Regions from separate parts of the Mus musculus genome. Here region 1 is linked to region 2. Evidence: chromatin contacts called from public Hi-C data. All regions are on one chromosome and are shown on one strand. Each heading gives the region's core, a stretch centred on a gene start, on an enhancer-like site or on the middle of the called end of the contact. The rest is flanking DNA. Distances are from core to core; before and after follow the strand shown.

Region 1 (4,999 bases), core at 686-3,185, 260 kb before region 2:
AGGTAGTCACTGAGTGCCCTCTCAGCGAGAAGAAGGCACTTGGCAGTCTGCCGAATCAGATGCACTTTTATACCTCACCTCCCACAATGCCTTTTTCCTCTCTTCAATATGTCTGGCTCAACAGTGGGACTAAAAGGAAAGCCAGTGAGAATGGATATGTATCCTTGGATATACACAGCTAGCAGGAGAGATACACACTAAATGATGACAGCAGACTCCATCCCTATCTATGAAATCCCACGAGCTCAGGAAGGCTTGCTACCAGAGTGTTGCATAGGTTTCTCATCTCATAAGAGCCAGCTGGGGCTTTTTGTATCTTACTGTTGGAAACAGAAGCAGTGAAGATCCCGAGGGGACAGAGAGCCTGGGGCTTTGGTGACAATCTAAAGGTCCAGGGGACAGAGCTCTTGGGGGCATAGGGAATGTCCAAGTACAGCTGGGATCATACACTGGAACCTTAGACTAGACTGACTTTATTCAAATAAAAAGGGGCACTGGTGAAGGGTCTGAAGAAAGTGAACTACCCAGCCACAGTGGGGCAACAGACTGAGCTACCAGGGTGACAGGCTGCTCAATCAGGTGGTACCTGAAGGCAGCTGATGGAGTGGTGGTAGAAGATGATCCCAGTGTCTTTCATGCCAGCACTGAGGTCAGCACTTCCCCCAAACTCTTTATCTACAGTAGGAAAAGTATTCCACAATTCATAAATCTAACCATAGTCCTTGAAAAAATAATCAGTGACTATAGTAGCCCTGGAATATATTCCTCCTGATTCAGTATCCTCCTGATTGCATTTTCTTCATCTTCCTGGGTGTGCACCACACAATGGCTTGATTTCATTTGCTTTCATCTACTCATGCCAGAACCAACGCATACTCTGGTAACGACATACAATGATCCTCAGGCTACAGGAAGAAAACGTGTTAATGTCCAGCTACACACTCTCAGAAACTGGACAGAGCAAAAGCCACGTGTAGTGGATGGTAGAAACCATGAAGGGATTCCTCTCTCCACTCAAGGGGGAGTTTTGTTTATTTGTTTGTTTGTTTGTTTGTTTGTTTTTGTGGTTTTGGTGAGAACCCATCTCATTATGTGGACATGAGGAACTCATTCTTGTACTTGCATCTCATTTACTACCAAACCCTAGCAATGGAGGAGGAGGGTGTGGCCTGGTGCCCAGTTCTGTTAGCTGTAAAAGTCTGTGTTCTCTCACCAGAGGTGGTACTTTCCTGTTTCTCCCCAGAGCTGTGGTTCTGTGGTTTTCTAAGCAACCACTGAAGCCTGCTGCTTCAAGAAGTGGGTGTTGCAAAGAAAGCAATATACATTCCAGATGAGCATGGCGTGACAAATCTACCTGTAGAATTTCTCTACCCAAATGTGAAAAATTAAAAGCTATAAAAGCCTCCAGTGCCCCAGTGAAATCTATTATTCTATCTGTCTGTCTGTCTGTCTGTCTGTCTGTCTGTCTGTCTGTCTATCTATCTATCTATCTATCTATCTATCTATCTATCTATCCATCCCATCTACTCATCCATCCCTTTCTTTCCCTGTCTCCCTCCTATCTATCTTCTATCTATCCATCCTATCTATCTATCTATCTATCTATCTATCTATCTATCTATCTATCTCTATCTATTCCATCCATCCATCCATCCATCCATCTTCTTATTTCTACTTTACATTCAACTACATATGACCAAGGAAAGGTACAGAAGATTCTTGCCTGAGACTGGACAAAGCTTTGGGTAATGTCACTTCTAGAAACACAACACTCTCAGCATTCCTTCCAAACCCTCACACTGACAGAGTTCCAATGGGCAAATGCCCTCCTCATTTTGATGATGGAGCTGAAAATTCCACTTTCAGGCAGCACATGACACCAGAGACCTTAGCATGTGGGCTGGCTCCCCTGCACACAAGCAAAGGCCTTGGTGAGTTGTACTTCAGGGGAAGTAGGCCCTGAGATGTCCCTTGTGGAGACAGAAGGCATCATCTGCTGGTTTAGAGCTTTCACCAAATCTGAAAACTCTGAGAGAGCTCTCAAAGGGGAACACTTTAAACAGAAGCCGTATGTACTTGGCCTCACCTGAACTCCCCCAACACCATCCTTGGCATTCTTTCAGGATTTAAAAAACTTATAGTTCTCATAGGAAAAGTCTCAGGTACAATGGGAAGAATGTTGAAATGTCAGTCAAGCCTCATTAGACCAAGTAGAATGAGCAGGATGAAAAGAAATGCCATGGTTACAGGGAAAATATTTTTTTGGCAAGAAGGGAAGTAAGACAAACCAGAAAGTCCATCCTAGGGGAAAAAGAAACTTAATTCCAGGAAGAGGAGCAATGAAGCATAATTACTTCATGACATGGGGTAAAATTTTTTTTTCAAGTTTTAGCTATTTTAGTTTTTAGAATATGCAAGCAGTCAGATTTTGAAGCTATTCAAAGACAATACTAAAAAAAAAAAAAAAAAAAAAAAAAAAAAAAAAAAAAACAACCCAGAATAAAGGGAGATTTTAGATCTCAGGAATTAAAACCAAATCCAATTCAATACATACTCAATACATGAGTTAAAAATAGCAAACACTAGAATAAACATTGCTAGGAACTCAATTAAATCAGGAAAAATATAAAATAACAGTAAGTAAACTTAAAAAAATAAAGAAATTAAAATAGCAAAATGCTAACAGACATGGGAGACAATTTATCCAGTCTATGGAAAACCAGCACTCTTGAATAGAAGTCATGTTAGATAGAACAATTGGTACTTATGTAAAGGAATGTTTCCAAAAGACAAGGAGGAAGAAAGGAGCCTCTCACTCTTAAAGGCTACATTTCATGTAGACTGTAAAACACCAAAGAGCTTCTTACTGATGATGGTTGACTTAGGCCCAAGGAAAGAACACTACATATTTTGGGAGAAAAGTAATATCAAAGAAAAGAAAGTCAGGTTGTACTTGGCACCCACATAATTCAACAAAGAAAAATCTGCCAATGTCAGAGAAGGAAGAGTGGCCAGAGGCTACGTACTCCTGGGGTTACTGTAGAGAGGTGACAGGTGACATCCTCAAACTCAAAGCAGAGATGGAGATGGAATGTCTACAAGGGTGCTTGAATGTAAAGTGTATTCAATGAAGGGATTGATCAAAATAAACGAAAATGAGCCTAAGAGACCAGGGTCTGATTCTGTAACCTGTTAAAATATATAGTGATGAATATCTAAATTATATAAGAATAATGATTTCTGCATAGAATATGAATAGAAATGTACAATGTAAAAATAAAAGCAATAAAAATGATTGTTTTTAAAGTAATTTTTAGAATAATTTTTTTTCCCTGATAGTCATCCTTTTAAAAAAGTCAAGTCCTGTTGGGAATGACTGTGCATTGAGGAGCCTTTATCTCCTAGGACATGTTGAATATGCTGTGGCCACTGTGAACTGATTTTCAATCAATACACGGGAAGAGGGGAAGCCAGGCAACACCTCCAGCCCAGGGAAGAGCAGCTGCAATCTTTCTGAGGTGGCGCATTCAGGAACTTAAAGGCCTTTCCTCCACATCTCTATTTGTAGTCCACCTATTATTAATCCTGTCCACTGAAATATATATGGCAGGAAGATATTTACAATGATGTTCTTCTAATTTAATACTGGTAATTTCTGGATGTTGCATTTGGTTTTCTGAAAAAACATGAAATAGTTCTATCAAAACTCTTACTATCTATTTATCTATCATCTCAAGTACACAAAACGATATCATCCTAAATGTGGGGAGCAGCCTTTGAGGTCCAATTCTCTTCATTTTAGGGAGAAAACTGTGACACAGTAGGAAGGGTGGACAGGAATGTCGTCATGTAGCACTGAGAGGAAGGCAGACACGAGAGCAGGAAGAGGCACTGGTTAGTGTGTGAACTGCCAACCACCTCTGGGGGACACCAACAGAGCACAGCTGCTGGGAGCCCTTCCTTGCACACTTCACTTCTGCTATCCTGGTCCTCCTGTTCCCACAAGGCCACTTCCTCTTGTGTTTAACCTCTCCCCTGGAGATCGCTTTCCCCTCTCAGCATTGCTTCACTAGTTTTGTAGATCCCTTTCACATAGAGCGTGTGAATCAAGACAATGCCCATTCACCCAGGAGAGCCATGACAAAGTTTCAGATGCTCTGTTTGGCTGGAAGTCTCCTGAAGCTTCAGGGCACTGCCGATGCTCATTACTAAGGCATGTGGCACTCTTCAGGTTCCTAATTGGAAAGAGGAAGTCACACCCTGCCTCCTGAGGTCAGTTACTCTTCACAACCCTTGAACACATTTGCTGCTTCATCTCTGCCAGTCTCCCAGATAGTTCATCATGGTCCCTGTCTTCTGTGCACTCCTCAGGGAGAAGATAGGGCCCTGCACCTCATACTTTCTAAAGCCCCAGCCATCCAAGAGCTGGCTCCTTGACCAAGATTGCCTCTTTCTTTGATCAGGATATGAAGTCTCCTTCATTCTTTTGGTTCAAAAGCTCATACACAGAGAGACAAGTCTATGAACAATATTTCTAATAAGTGGTTTCTGTTTTGTTTTCTAGTGGTCTTTCTTCCCCTCCTTCTTATCAACTCCTAGAACCTGACCTCTGTCTTTCTGCCTCAGTGTAGGTGCTCTGTAAAGGTGTGTGTGTGTCACCAACGTTTTTTTTTTTTTTTTTAAAGATTTATTTATTTATTATATGTAAGTACACTGTAGCTGTCTTCAGACGCACCAGAAGAGGGCATCAGATCTCATTACGGGTGGTTGTGAGCCACCATGTGGTTGCTGGGATTTGAACTCCAGACCTTCGGAAGAGCAGTCGGGTGCTCTTACCCACTGAGCCATCTCACCAGCCCCCGTCACCAACGTTTTATTTGCACATCCTTTGTAGCACAGCTTCCATGGGGTAGCCTTACCAGGGTAGCATTCTTAAAAGCAATTACATCAAACCCTGAACTCTTATTTTCCAGACGTGGCTTTGTCTTTTCTGCAAATG
Region 2 (5,029 bases), core at 1,885-4,384:
CTTGTCTCTCCATTTTTCTTAAGCACTGCAAATTTACACTTAGTATTTAATTGTTCTTTAATGGAATAGCCATAATTATAATTTCTCTTTCTAATGTATGTAAGCAAACTGAGTAATCGGATCCCGACTTACCGGTTCATCTCCGAATCTGCTGATGGCTCTCTTGATGGAATATTAGAATTTGTTGGGTGGGTGGCTGTGAAATGAACCTTGCCAGTGTATCCTGGGATATTCGCAGACCTGAAGTCAACAGTGAGAAGAGGGGCATAAAAGGAGATTAAAATAATGATTTGTAAAATAGCCATAGTAACTAGATGCACATATGAAAATAGCAAGGAAGAGGCAGTCAAACTGTTTCTCTCTTATAAGGTCCAAGGCTTGGGTACATAACCAGGAAAGGGGAGACGTCAGTACATCTAGGCAACATCTCATCTCTGGTGCCAAAATACTTATTCCAGTGTGTTTGAACTATCATTGTGTGTGTGTGTTTGTGTGTGTGTGTGTGTGTGCCCGTGACTTACCGGTGAGCTACGTTGCTTACTGAACAGCATATACATGCCACACATAACTTTGTACTGATAACCCCGGTATCAATAAAGACACATGCTTGTGTTTACACTCATGATGTCTTTGCTCAAATGTATTTCTTGCCACCATAATCCTTCATATCCTAGATTTCAGATGCTTTTCTGAAACTCTGCATTGACAATACATGTAAATCCGTGCAATAGCACCGCATTGACTTGTTTGTTTTAAACTACCCACTGGTATGTTTCCTCTTCTCTTTCCCTGCCATGGTTAGAATAAGAAAACATGAAAACACAGGAAAAGGTTCTGTAGCGTGTACAGAGAAGACCTCTGTAGCAAAGGCAGTCAACTGAGATCTTGAATAATTTAACTCAGTCATTCAGAAAGACATGAAGAATCACTAAAATGCTTGTCTTAACATTCAAAATGTTTACCCAGATGGCTTACTAAGAAGAAGGAGAGGGTGGGGCACGGAGCCCCACATGAGGCTCAATCCTGGGGCCTGCCTTAACTACCAGGAGCCCAAGAAAAAGGATTTAATTGTACACCTAACAGCTTGGACGCAATGCTGGTATCCAAGCCTTGAGCTGACGCTTACCAGCACCTCAGTCTTAGCTGCCGTCTCACTGCAGAAACATTACAGCCACCATTGCAAACACAGCCCAAGTTGTATCTTTTCAGCTCTGTGGTTTGTACCTCCCTTCCCTGGCGAACCTTTAGAGAGCATGATATCCCATGCTTATTTCTTATTTAAAATGTACTACAACACTAAAGACAAGGCAGAAGCAACAGACCCATGTCTACTAAAGGAGAATTCTCCTTTGGATGTCTTGGCTATGTCCTTTCCCTATAGCTAATGAACCCAACAAAATTTTCTCTGAGAGTGATTTAGCTACAGAGACATTTTGCAAAAGGAAGCTTAGGGAAGGTTGTTGTCCCTTGTTGTGGACTGTATCTTAAATGTCATCCAACAGCCTTTCTTGTACTGACAGACTGATTTTTAGTTTGAAGATGGTAGAACCTTTGAGCTATGGGGCCCACAGAGGCGGAGTTGGGTACAGGGAGTACTCTTAGGAGGCTGCTGGAGGTGGATCTCCCTCTGCATCCTGGTTGCGATTTGAACAGACTTCTCCAGGATTTGCTGGTTCCATGTTATACTGCGTGATCGCAGATCCAAAGAGACATGGCCAAGAACTGTGGACTGAAACTATGTACTATGAACATATATACGTGAGTGTGGGTGTGTTTGTGTGTGTACATACATACATACATATAAATATATACACATATATATGAGTGTATACACACACACACACATATATATATGTGTATATATATATACATACATACATACATACATACATATATATATATATATATATATATATATATATATATATATATATTCTCTTTATAGTTGTTATCTTATTTCAGGCATTTTTTTTTCTTATTGACAGAAATTGGACTAACACATTCCTCAAAATATCAGGTGACAGGAAAGAAAGGGGATGTTAGTGAGGTAAGTGCATGTTCTGGTGTCAGGGTAAAGACAGAGGCCAAGTGATTCCTGTCATCAGCCCTGGGATCTGGTGTCTGGTTAGACTCCTGGCCCATTGTTTCCTCAGCCATGATATCAGATAGTGATATAACCTAAAGGCCTTGTGGAGTGACTATAGCTCACCCTGTAATTTCTTGGTGATTTTTCCTAGGTTGATTCTGTGTTAGTATCAGAATGTTATGGGAAAATTATGTAGCAAGCGGGAAGTTGCTACAATAAAGCTCACAGCTGTCTTGAGTGTGCCATTTTATGGCTCTTGGTGGTAGCCTACTGGCTGAAAGCTAATCACATTGGGTATAACTCCACACTTAAAAACAAGGCAAAATCACTTCAAGAGTTACAGGTCAGAATAAATGGTATGAATTGACATGATTTCTGAGGCTAGAAAAAGGAACAGCAAAAACCAAGGCCCCACACTGAGAGGACTGAGAGGCCTCCTTCTGCAAGCCTGTCTACCCTCTCACTGCCTGTGGGGTGCCATCAACCTTCAGGAAAGCTCTCTGGGCCCCAGTCCAGCCAACTGCAGTTGAAAAGATAGAGACAGGACAATTTAAAAAATAAAATATTTACAAACTGGAAGCCTCATAGTTGGAGAATACAAAATGTATCTAGCGCACACAGCTACAAAGACTTGCAAATTGCTCTACACACTGAAGTCCTTGGCTGTTTAAAAGATGGTGATCTATGTACCAGATCCCACTACTCTGACTAAATCAGGAATGACAGGGCCTGGGACGCTTGCCTTGCTAGCTATCATTTCTCAAAGGTTCTCGGATGGGATGAGGGAGACGTCGTTGTAAACTCAGTTGGAAGGGCCTGTATGATTGAATAGGAGCTGCCAAGTTCTGGGCAGTGTCCCTTGGGATTTCTTGGGAGTTTCTTAAAGTGTAGCTGTAAGGTGGAGAGGTACCAAAAATGAGGTCAAACTACTGATGTGTGTGTGTCTCTTCCCCCAAGCATTCTTTGAAGCTTCCATGCATGTTACCAAGGAAATCCCCTCCATCTGGGTGACAGGTTTTTTCCACTGCCTTTGAAACACCTGCAGAAGTAAAGTACTTCTGAAGTCGTAGTCCTCAGATGGGCAGCTAAGATGCCTGAGAGGTGGATATGAGCAAGGTGTCAATCACGAGAGGGGCTTCATTTAAAACCCACAGGACTCTGTGTGCCTCTGAGGCTTGTAGACAATTTACTGACCTTGACTGGCATCTATGTTACATTGCATAAAGGTTGTTCTATGGTTCATCTTCTCTAATAATGATGACGTAATGATAGCTAGTAACTGCTTAGGCTGCGGATGAATTCAGCTGCATAATAAAGTGCTAAAATATTTGAATATGAAAGTTCTCACCCATGCTCATGCTAAATATATTTCCCTTAACCCTGGCCTACAGAGACATCACAAGAGAGCATTTTTGCCCTTGTGTGATATAAGCATATGTATGGATTTGCCATCTAAATGCAACCTTACGTGCATTTATAAGTGTATATAGAGGTACATAGATTTAAAGATGACTATCTGGGGCACACAAGCTGCTTCTGGGAGGGATGTTTTTCACCTGTAGGAAAGGAAGCCAGGAAAAGTATGGAGACAATGGAACAGACCTTGATATTTGCTGCACATTTAGAGAACTCTAGCTGTCCTCGTGGGAAAAGGCCAGAACCAGCACCTCCTTTGCACAGATTCTCCATTTGTTTTTATCTTTGCTTCTAGCTTCCTGGCCTTGACCCCATCTTTGGGGCTCCAATTACTTCAGAAGTCTTGGTTTAGTTTTGTTTGTATATTTTGTTAGCTAAGTTGATAATTGATTATTTCATCTCCATAAAGTATAACAAAGTAAAAAAAATTTAAATTATTTCAGAAAATTAATCAGCAATATTAGCAATTTTCCTGCATAAGCCTCCTGAGTGTTGGGCTTCTAGTTGTGACATATCAAATCTAATTCATCATAATTCTATACATGCATGGTCTATACTTACAGGTTAAGAAAATAAGGAAAATATAATTTAAAGTATAATTAAATTACTTAAAAGTAAATAAATTTACTTAAAATAAAATAGAAAATGAGGAAAATATAGTCTACATACAGTATAGGAAAAGTTATGTGGTGTGTAGAATAAATGGTTAAAGATTTAGCCACATACACAGGTATCCCAGTATAGTACAGACCAAATACTCATTGTGTACAACAAATCCTTTTTAAAATGATGCATATAACTTAGGCAATTTTCTGTATAATCCTATACCTTATATTGTATCATGTGCATGCATTACAGGAAAGAATAAAGGCAAAGTCTACATAATATGCTTTTAGCCAAGGAAACTTCAAGCAGTAAGACCATTTCCCAGCCTGGGATTCAGAGCTCATGCAGTGGACTGCACATAAAAGATCATGGAGGGCTCTCAGCTGAGCCAGGAGGAGGATGTAAACACATGTATGTTATCCCCCTGTGGTACTGGGGACTAAACCTAGGATGCTATTCATGCTAAAAATATTCTCTGCTGCTGAGCTACACACTCAGCCAACCCATCTGAAGAAATAAACATGTGGAAGCCTAAAGAACCTAAGTGGGCAAAGACCATGGTGGCAAGGAAAGAAGGCAGCCAATGAAATGTTTAATTTTAACTCTAGGGCCTCTCTAAGCAGTGAGACCAACTGAAATCTGTCTTTTTTTTTTTTCCTGCCTGAAACTTACTATGTCGCCCAGGCTGCTAGCAATATTTCTGCATGAGTCTCTTGAACTCTGGGCTTCCAAATGTGAGACATGTCCAGTACATCTTACATTTTTATTTTTCTAAAAGGTTTAAGTTTAAGTTAAATTAAGTTAAAATTTTTTTCTATCAAGAAATAGACCTGGGACAAATTTCTGTTCGAGGAAATACATTTAGGTTCAAGGATATAGCCACCGGTGTGCACTAGGATAAGGCAAGGCCATGTAAAAACT

The links. A called contact is a pair of places that touch in the nucleus more often than the background predicts.
Region 1: a contact with region 2 is called in a Hi-C map of CD8 T cells, with 3 times the contacts expected there. The contact joins two enhancer-like sites. A contact is called at or near these places in 11 of 484 Hi-C or Micro-C datasets (B cells, CD4 T cells, CD8 T cells and 4 more) and 10 of 115 datasets of contacts at active chromatin or transcription factors (the 230-238 cell line, CD8 T cells, Th17 cells and 6 more).

Annotation. Positions count from the first base shown.
Region 1 is chr11:11,762,532-11,767,530 of GRCm38.p6, reverse strand. The region is part of intron 7 of Ikzf1 (IKAROS family zinc finger 1); the gene reads right to left. Among named protein-coding and RNA genes, the nearest start is that of Fignl1, 44 kb to the left of the region's middle. Within about 2 kb of position 1,935, at least 55 of the 459 cell types and tissues checked have an H3K27ac peak or open chromatin away from gene starts, as enhancers often do. A contact at or near this core is called in B cells, CD8 T cells, CD8 central memory T cells and 2 more, where this site is marked.
Region 2 is chr11:11,504,441-11,509,469 of GRCm38.p6, reverse strand. Spata48 (spermatogenesis associated 48) reads right to left here. Exons shown (of 9, transcript NM_001347068.1): 8 at 133-240. Among named protein-coding and RNA genes, the nearest start is that of Spata48, 43 kb to the right of the region's middle. Within about 2 kb of position 3,134, at least 35 of the 459 cell types and tissues checked have an H3K27ac peak or open chromatin away from gene starts, as enhancers often do. A contact at or near this core is called in B cells, CD8 T cells, CD8 central memory T cells and 2 more, where this site is marked.